Linked DNA regions of Arachis hypogaea: region 2 is linked to region 1. The links are chromatin contacts, called in public Hi-C maps. All regions are on one chromosome and are shown on one strand. The core of a region is the stretch at or near the end of the contact, and the rest is flanking DNA. Distances in the headings are between cores, read along the strand shown. Region 1 has its middle 14 kb from the start of LOC112783241. Region 2 holds the start of LOC140183025.

Region 1 (3,458 bases), core at 718-3,217:
AAACCTCACCTAATCCACAGAAATTGAGGATGAAATCCAACAATTCCTCACTAATGGTTAGTACCTAAATAACCAAAACACAAAATCCACTCAAAACTCAAACCTTGAATTTCGAATTTCTTAGGATAGAGAAAAAGAGAGAAAATTTCGAATTTTTACCTACACAATCTAGATGGAACTAACGGACTCGGTGAGAGCTTCGCGTAGCCGCTAACGCACGCGAATCGGAGTACCGTAACTCAAGTTATGGCCACTGGAAGTGGATGATGAATAGTGCTTTCTCTCTTCTCTTCACTCTTCTTTTTCAACTGCTAGAGTTTGGTTTCAAGTGTGTTATGAGCTTATTTGGGTTCATTTACATACTTATATATGTTCGGATTGGGCCCAACTTAGGCCCGGTACAACTCGTTAGCATTTTTAACCCGTTTGGCCCAACTTTGGGCTAAACCTTTAAAATTAGCACCCGCTTTTCAACTTTAAATTAATATTGTCCTTTCAAAACAATAAATTAAATTTTTAAAATCTTATATTTATTAAAACACGGTACCGGACATACCAGAGCCAGTACTGCCGACTTAAGCACCGGTACACATTTTTACAAAAATCTTTCGCAAAAGATACATTTTTCAACTTAGAAAGATTCATTGAAATCAAATTTTATCTTTATATTCTCAAATTAAAACTTCTAAATTTTGAATCTATTTCGGTTACTTAAAAATTATTATTTTATTAAAACAGTTTTACAGAAAAATCTCCGGTTTAAAAAAAATGATAATACTTAATTACTTATATTTTGGTTTGATTATTGTAATTAAAGATGCACTTAAATCAATTTGTGTAGGCAACTAGGCAACTTCATTTTTTTTTTTGGACATGGCCTAAGGCCAAAAGAAATGACCTGGCCCACACAATCAGAACTCAAACCGACCCGAAGAACTGCCCACACAGAGACCCACCCCCAACCCGACCCTATCCTCTCTTCTTCTTCTTCACCTTCAACCAGAGATCTTCCAAAGCTTTCAGCCTATTGTTGCATGTGGATGAAAACGAGCTCCCGGATCCTCATCAGTGACTTCAGTCGGATACTGCAGGTGCTAATTTCTTAAGGTCGTGAAAACTGCGTCTCCTCTGCTTTGAGAAGGCTGCTCCTTGTCTTCAATGGTGGCCATTTGTGCTTCGCCTGGCTTGTTGCTTTCTCACTCCAAAGCGCAAGTGGTTCCGTTCTCCCGAGGGTGTTCTGCCCATTTCTCTAAGAAAATTCTTACTCCTGCCCTGTGGTGACTCCTGTCGTCCCCTCCCGTGGCACCTCCCAAGTTGCATTGAGGCTGCCAGCGACTTCTACCAAGGGCCCTTCTCCCTGTCTCTATTGGTTCGTTGTAGTTCCCAGTTTCTTACCTAAGCATTCCAAATGCTCGAGTCTGATCATCCACTCCAGCTTCTTCACTCTCCCCTGGTTCAACACCCACTCTCACAGGTAAAATCTCTTCTCTGTGTTGTCTTTGATGGCTTGTTGAAAATGGAACCAAATTGGTATGATTTTGTAAATTTTGCTCCTGCTGAAGTGTTGCGAACCCTGCTTCTGTTCTAATTGTATTCTTGATTTGAGTAAGTGGATTGACTATCCACTGCCTCTGTAATCCATTTCTCACTGCTATCGCTGCCAGTTGGTGAGCTAAGTTGTTTCCGTTTCTTAGAGTTCAGGTAACTCCCATATTTGGAGCCTCATTCAGCAGATGGAGAATGTCTCTGATGATTGCGTCTACCTCTGCCAAAGAAGTTTTTGAACTAGGCAACTTCATTAAAGTTTGGTAAATTAGTAGTAGCATGTAGTTTTGACCATCGCATGGCAGATGCTTATAGTGCAAACATGTTTTTGGTATCATGGGCCCAACTATCACAGCCCACAAAGCCCACCATCTTAACTCATCAACCTTGTTTTCGTTCCTCCCGCCTCAGCCCACAACGCCCACCTTCAATCAACCCTTCAATTGACCGCGTGTACCATGTATGTTCCCCATACGGATCTCCCCCCTTCATCCAAGCCCGAGCCAAATACCAAGCCCGATGTCGGCCCAGTCATCTGTCTTTTATACTACATCACCGTTGAACAACTCAATCACATACAGACACTTGCAACCTCAAATAGTGCTAAGCCCACAAAACTTGAGTCCATATCAACGTTCTTGTGGAAGTTGGTAGCTTCAGGCGCTATTTCCTCCGAAACTGGTTATGGTAAATTATGCAAAATTTAGTATCATAAGTCATAACCTTATATATACAAAATACAATTATACTTGATACATGTATGAAGTTGCTTGGCTTTGTTAAGAAATTACATGATAATTAACTGTATATCTTTTTTATTCTTATTAAACTATATTTTTGTTACCACAATTTATTTTTGTCAAACTAATAACAAATTAACTATATATCCTCGATAGAAAGAAAAAGAAAAAAAATATATATACACATATAACTGCGTACATTTTACAATATTAGTGACTTAGTGTATATCAAAATTTGTAACCGTTATTTTAAAATATTTTACACTGATATCTAATCAAATTCTTAGCATTTAAATGAATATTTAAATAATAATTCTTTTGTTAACGTAATAATATATAATTAAATTTTTTTACAAAATATAAAAATAATTTATATAAACACTCATATCCTATTAACTAAAGTCATCATATTTTTATTAACGGATAACATATTTTATATTTTTTTATGAATAATGTTAGATGTACATTAAAATCAGTTATTAATATAAAATATATGTTAAAATATAAAATATATATTGAAATGAGTTAAATAATATATATATATATTGTGGATAATTTTAATATATTTTTGTAATTGTATATATTATAAAAAAAAGTTCAAGAACCATTATAATTTATTATTTTTTATTAATATTTTTAATCATTAGTTCACTTCTTTTATTCTAACAATCTAATAATATATAACTTATATTTTTAAATAATACTGATTAACTATTAACCAAAAATAATATATTCTGCAATCCTATAGTATTCCTGTGTAATATATTCACAACTTGAGATCCAATAATACAATATATATAGGTTGCAACAAAAGGGTGAGAGTTGCCAAGATGGGTGTAATCCTTGATGGAAGTAGGAGGTTGAGCAATGACAAGAAGGAAGCAATGATGAGTTCTTACTTTGGAAACATGCTTTCCATTCCATTTGGTGGCAAACCAATAAATGAGCTAGTGGAGAAGCCGCTAAGTGTGGTAGCCGAGGAGGTTCACGAAATCGTAAAGGCGACGGCAACGGAACAGCACTTCTTACGGCTAGTTGGCTGGGTGGAAGCACTCCGCCAATATATTAGCATTGACCTGAATTTATTGTGAAACCGGTGGAAGTCCATGTTTTGTGGTGTGTTTGGGATAAGGATTTTTCGAATCAAAAGATTGACTTTCTAAGGAGCGTTAG
Region 2 (3,458 bases), core at 487-2,986, 78 kb after region 1:
TGATTGAATAAATACGTCAATGTAGGAAATAGAAAAAGAAGAAATGAATGCATTTTTATTCATATGGAAAGGACCTTTCAGTTTTGAAAGGTGTGGAGTGGTTGGCCTCGTTAAAACCTATCCGAGTAAAACCCTCCTTAGACCATCTCCAGTAAAAAACTTATTCCAGTCCCTATTTATGGCCCAACTGTCATAAAAAGTAACTCCACATCAACTTTTGCGTCATAAACAGTAAATAGGAACTCAAAGTATCTCTCTCTTCTCCATTAGGAGGAACTAACTTTAGCCCTTGTTGTGGTCCTACTTAATTAATTAATTAAAATACTTAAAATTAATGTAATTAATTTTTTCAATAATATTATTTAAATTTATAAATTTAAAAATAATTCACTATTAAAAGATATTAATATTAAATAAATTCATATATAACAATAATACACAATATATAATTCGGGATTACACTAATTTGTAAAATTACTTAATACAAAAAAAAACATAATTAAGCTCTATAGTTGACGACAAGCATTGTGAAATTACCATATGTGTTCAATCAAGTCTTCTTTCAATTGTCTATGCTGCTGCCTATTTCGAAGTTGGGCATTTCTTTGGAGAAATTGATGGTATGGTGCAAAATCTTCTACTCCCAGCCGAGGTTGTGATAAGCCATTTTCGACATCATCATACTCTAAGCCTTGAGCAAAATTTCCTGCATAAGTGTCTCTTTCATCCTCAACAATCATATTATGCAATATAATACAAGCTCTCATTATGTTGGCAAACTTCTTCTTTTCCCAAAAGCGAGATGGACCACGTATAATTGCAAAGCGTGCTTGCAACACTCCGAATGCTCGCTCCACATCTTTTCTTTGCCCTTCTTGGTATTGTGAAATAACTTGCGTTTCTCTCCTTGTGGCTTTGAGATTGATTTGACAAATATGGCCCATTCAGGATAAATACCATCTGCTAAATAGTATCCCATAGTATAATTATTACTATTAATAGTATAATTTACCTCCGAAGCACGGTTATTTAGAATATCATCGAACACTGGAGAACGATCTAACATGTTGATATCATTATTTGAACAAGAAACTCCAAAGAACGCATGCCATATCCAAAGGTCTGAAGATGCTACAACCTCAAGTACTATGGTTGCAACCCCACGATAACCACTCATGTACATACCTTTCCACGCCTTTGGATAATTTTTCCATTGCCAATGCATGCAGTCAATGCTACCCAACATGCTAGGAAAGCCACGACCCTCCGCCATTTGTAGCAGGCGTCGTACATCATTTGGATTTAGTTTTTGCAAGTATTCATCCTCGAACACTGAAATGACACCTTCAACAAATTTTTCCAAGCATTCAATTGTAGTGCTCTTGCCTATGCGCACATAATCATCAACAGCATTAGCTGCTATGCCATATGCTAACATCTGTATCGCAGCGGTACATTTTTGGAGTGGTGACAAGCCTCTTCTTCCAGTTGCATCAACCCTCTGTTGAAAATACGGATAGACGTTTGAGAGAGCGTCTACTATCCGAAAGAACACATGTCTTCTCATTCAAAATCTCCATTGGAAAATGTCAGCATTATACACCAGTTCATCTGCAAAGTAATCTTGGAAAAGGCGATCATGTCCTGCTTCTCAATCTCTGTTGATCCATCTACGAGGAGTTGGGATAGAGCTTCTATTGATATCTTCTTCTTCTGAATCTTCGAGTAAACACTCATCGATCCAATTATCTATGAGTGTGTTATCTTGCCGTCTTCTTTTGTCATACAAAGCCTCATTAAACATATCATCAAAATTTCTAGCCATATGTAGAAATGTAATTTTTAGTTCTCTTTCGAGGTGAGAAACAAGAGTTGAAGTGGAGTTGCAGAGTCATTGATAGTTGATATTTATATGTTTATCTGCAATAAGTACCTACTCCTCAACCGCTAGTTTTACAACGGCTACTTAACGTGTAGTTTTGCAACGGCTAGTTTTGCAACGACTACTTAACGACAAGTTTTTTTTTTCTAAATTTAAAACGGCTAGTTTTGCAACGGTCACTTTCATGAACAATAATGGCACAATAATATTGACTAATTTAAAAAGTTACATCAGAAATAAATAAAACAGACTACATCACATACCAGTAATACGCAATAAAAATAAGAACATACTACATAACTCTACGAATACAAGGAACCATTAAGTAAACCACTTAGCGATTATTTTTTCACATGCAATCTCATGAAGAGCTCGTCGTTTTTCACTCATTGTAGATGTGTTAGCATTAAGTATTTGCATATCGATTTTTTTCCCTTTCCTTAGCCATCCTTTCCATTTCCCTTTCTTTTGCATTTATCTCCATTTCTTTAATATACCTCTGAGTTTGTAATTCTTGTTCTTTCATTGCCGCTTGAATTTGTAACTCCTTCTATTTGATTGCCATAATCTTTGCTCTATATTCCCTCTCCTCTTCTCTTTCTTTTTCCCTATCCATTAGTTCATTTTCTCTAACATTCTTAATATCTTCCATGAGAGATAATTTTTTAACAACCGATGATTTCTTTTCGCTAAAATCTTTAGACATTTGTGCTTTTTTCTTACCTTTTCGCTTGCTCTTCTTTGATCCTTGTGGGCAAACGGGAGAGTCCACACCGGGTTCGTCAGCCAACGGTGTTTCTGGGTTTGATGAGGATGAGTATGCTCTAGTTGTATTAACTTTGGTTCTCTTTGAGCCGCCACTCTGTGTAGGTAGTTGGCTTCTCCATTTTGCTCTAAACGAAGCATGTTCCAATGCCTCTCAAAAGTAAATTTTTTACCATAATTTGTGGAATAAAGTTTATAGGCCAACTCCTTTATATCATCAACGTTCGAACCACTCCTTATGTTTCGACTAGCTTGATCGTAGCAACCAGCAAATTGTGCAGCAGCCTTGTTGATCTTATACCATCGTTTCTTACATGCAACTACCCCCTTGTCATGTCGGAGCAAAATTCTTCATAATAGCTGTGAATTTGACTCCAAAATATTTTTCCCTTTTGATCGGTACCAACTATAGGGTCAGTTGAAATATTTAACCATGCACTGATCAGCATCTCATCCTCTTTCCAATGCCAGTGTTGAATACTATCTTGCCTCCGATCTTCAATATCATCATCATTGAGGTGATAGCATCTAATCCACGAGGGTTGGCAAAATCTGAATATTACGAATTTGGATTAGATTGTATAGGAGTCTGAGAGGATGGGTTAGAAGAGCCACCAACATCAGATGAGTTATGTCTTGATGCACTTAATTGAGTTGGAAATGGCAAGGAAGTTGGAGTAACATTTTCGATAGAGGGGTTAAATATGGATGAAAATAGAAAATGTGGTGTTTGTAAATTTTGATTTTGCGATTGGAATATAGGAAATTGATTATTATAAGGAGCTTGAAAATTGAAAATAGAAAGATTTTG

The links. A called contact is a pair of places that touch in the nucleus more often than the background predicts.
Region 2: a contact with region 1 is called in a Hi-C map of leaf, with 3 times the contacts expected there. The contact joins the promoter of LOC140183025 here to the enhancer-like site in region 1. A contact is called at or near these places in 2 of 8 Hi-C or Micro-C datasets (both in leaf).

The regions. Positions count from the first base shown.
Region 1 is chr20:31,853,559-31,857,016 of arahy.Tifrunner.gnm2.J5K5, forward strand. No RefSeq gene overlaps it. Among protein-coding and RNA genes, the nearest start is that of LOC112783241, 14 kb to the left of the region's middle. Within about 2 kb of position 1,968, at least 3 of the 3 cell types and tissues checked have open chromatin away from gene starts, as enhancers often do.
Region 2 is chr20:31,932,019-31,935,476 of arahy.Tifrunner.gnm2.J5K5, forward strand. LOC140183025 reads right to left here and starts at 1,737. Exons shown (of 3, transcript XM_072231024.1): 1 at 1,602-1,737; 2 at 1,013-1,344; 3 at 173-187. The coding sequence starts at 1,737. The coding sequence ends at 173.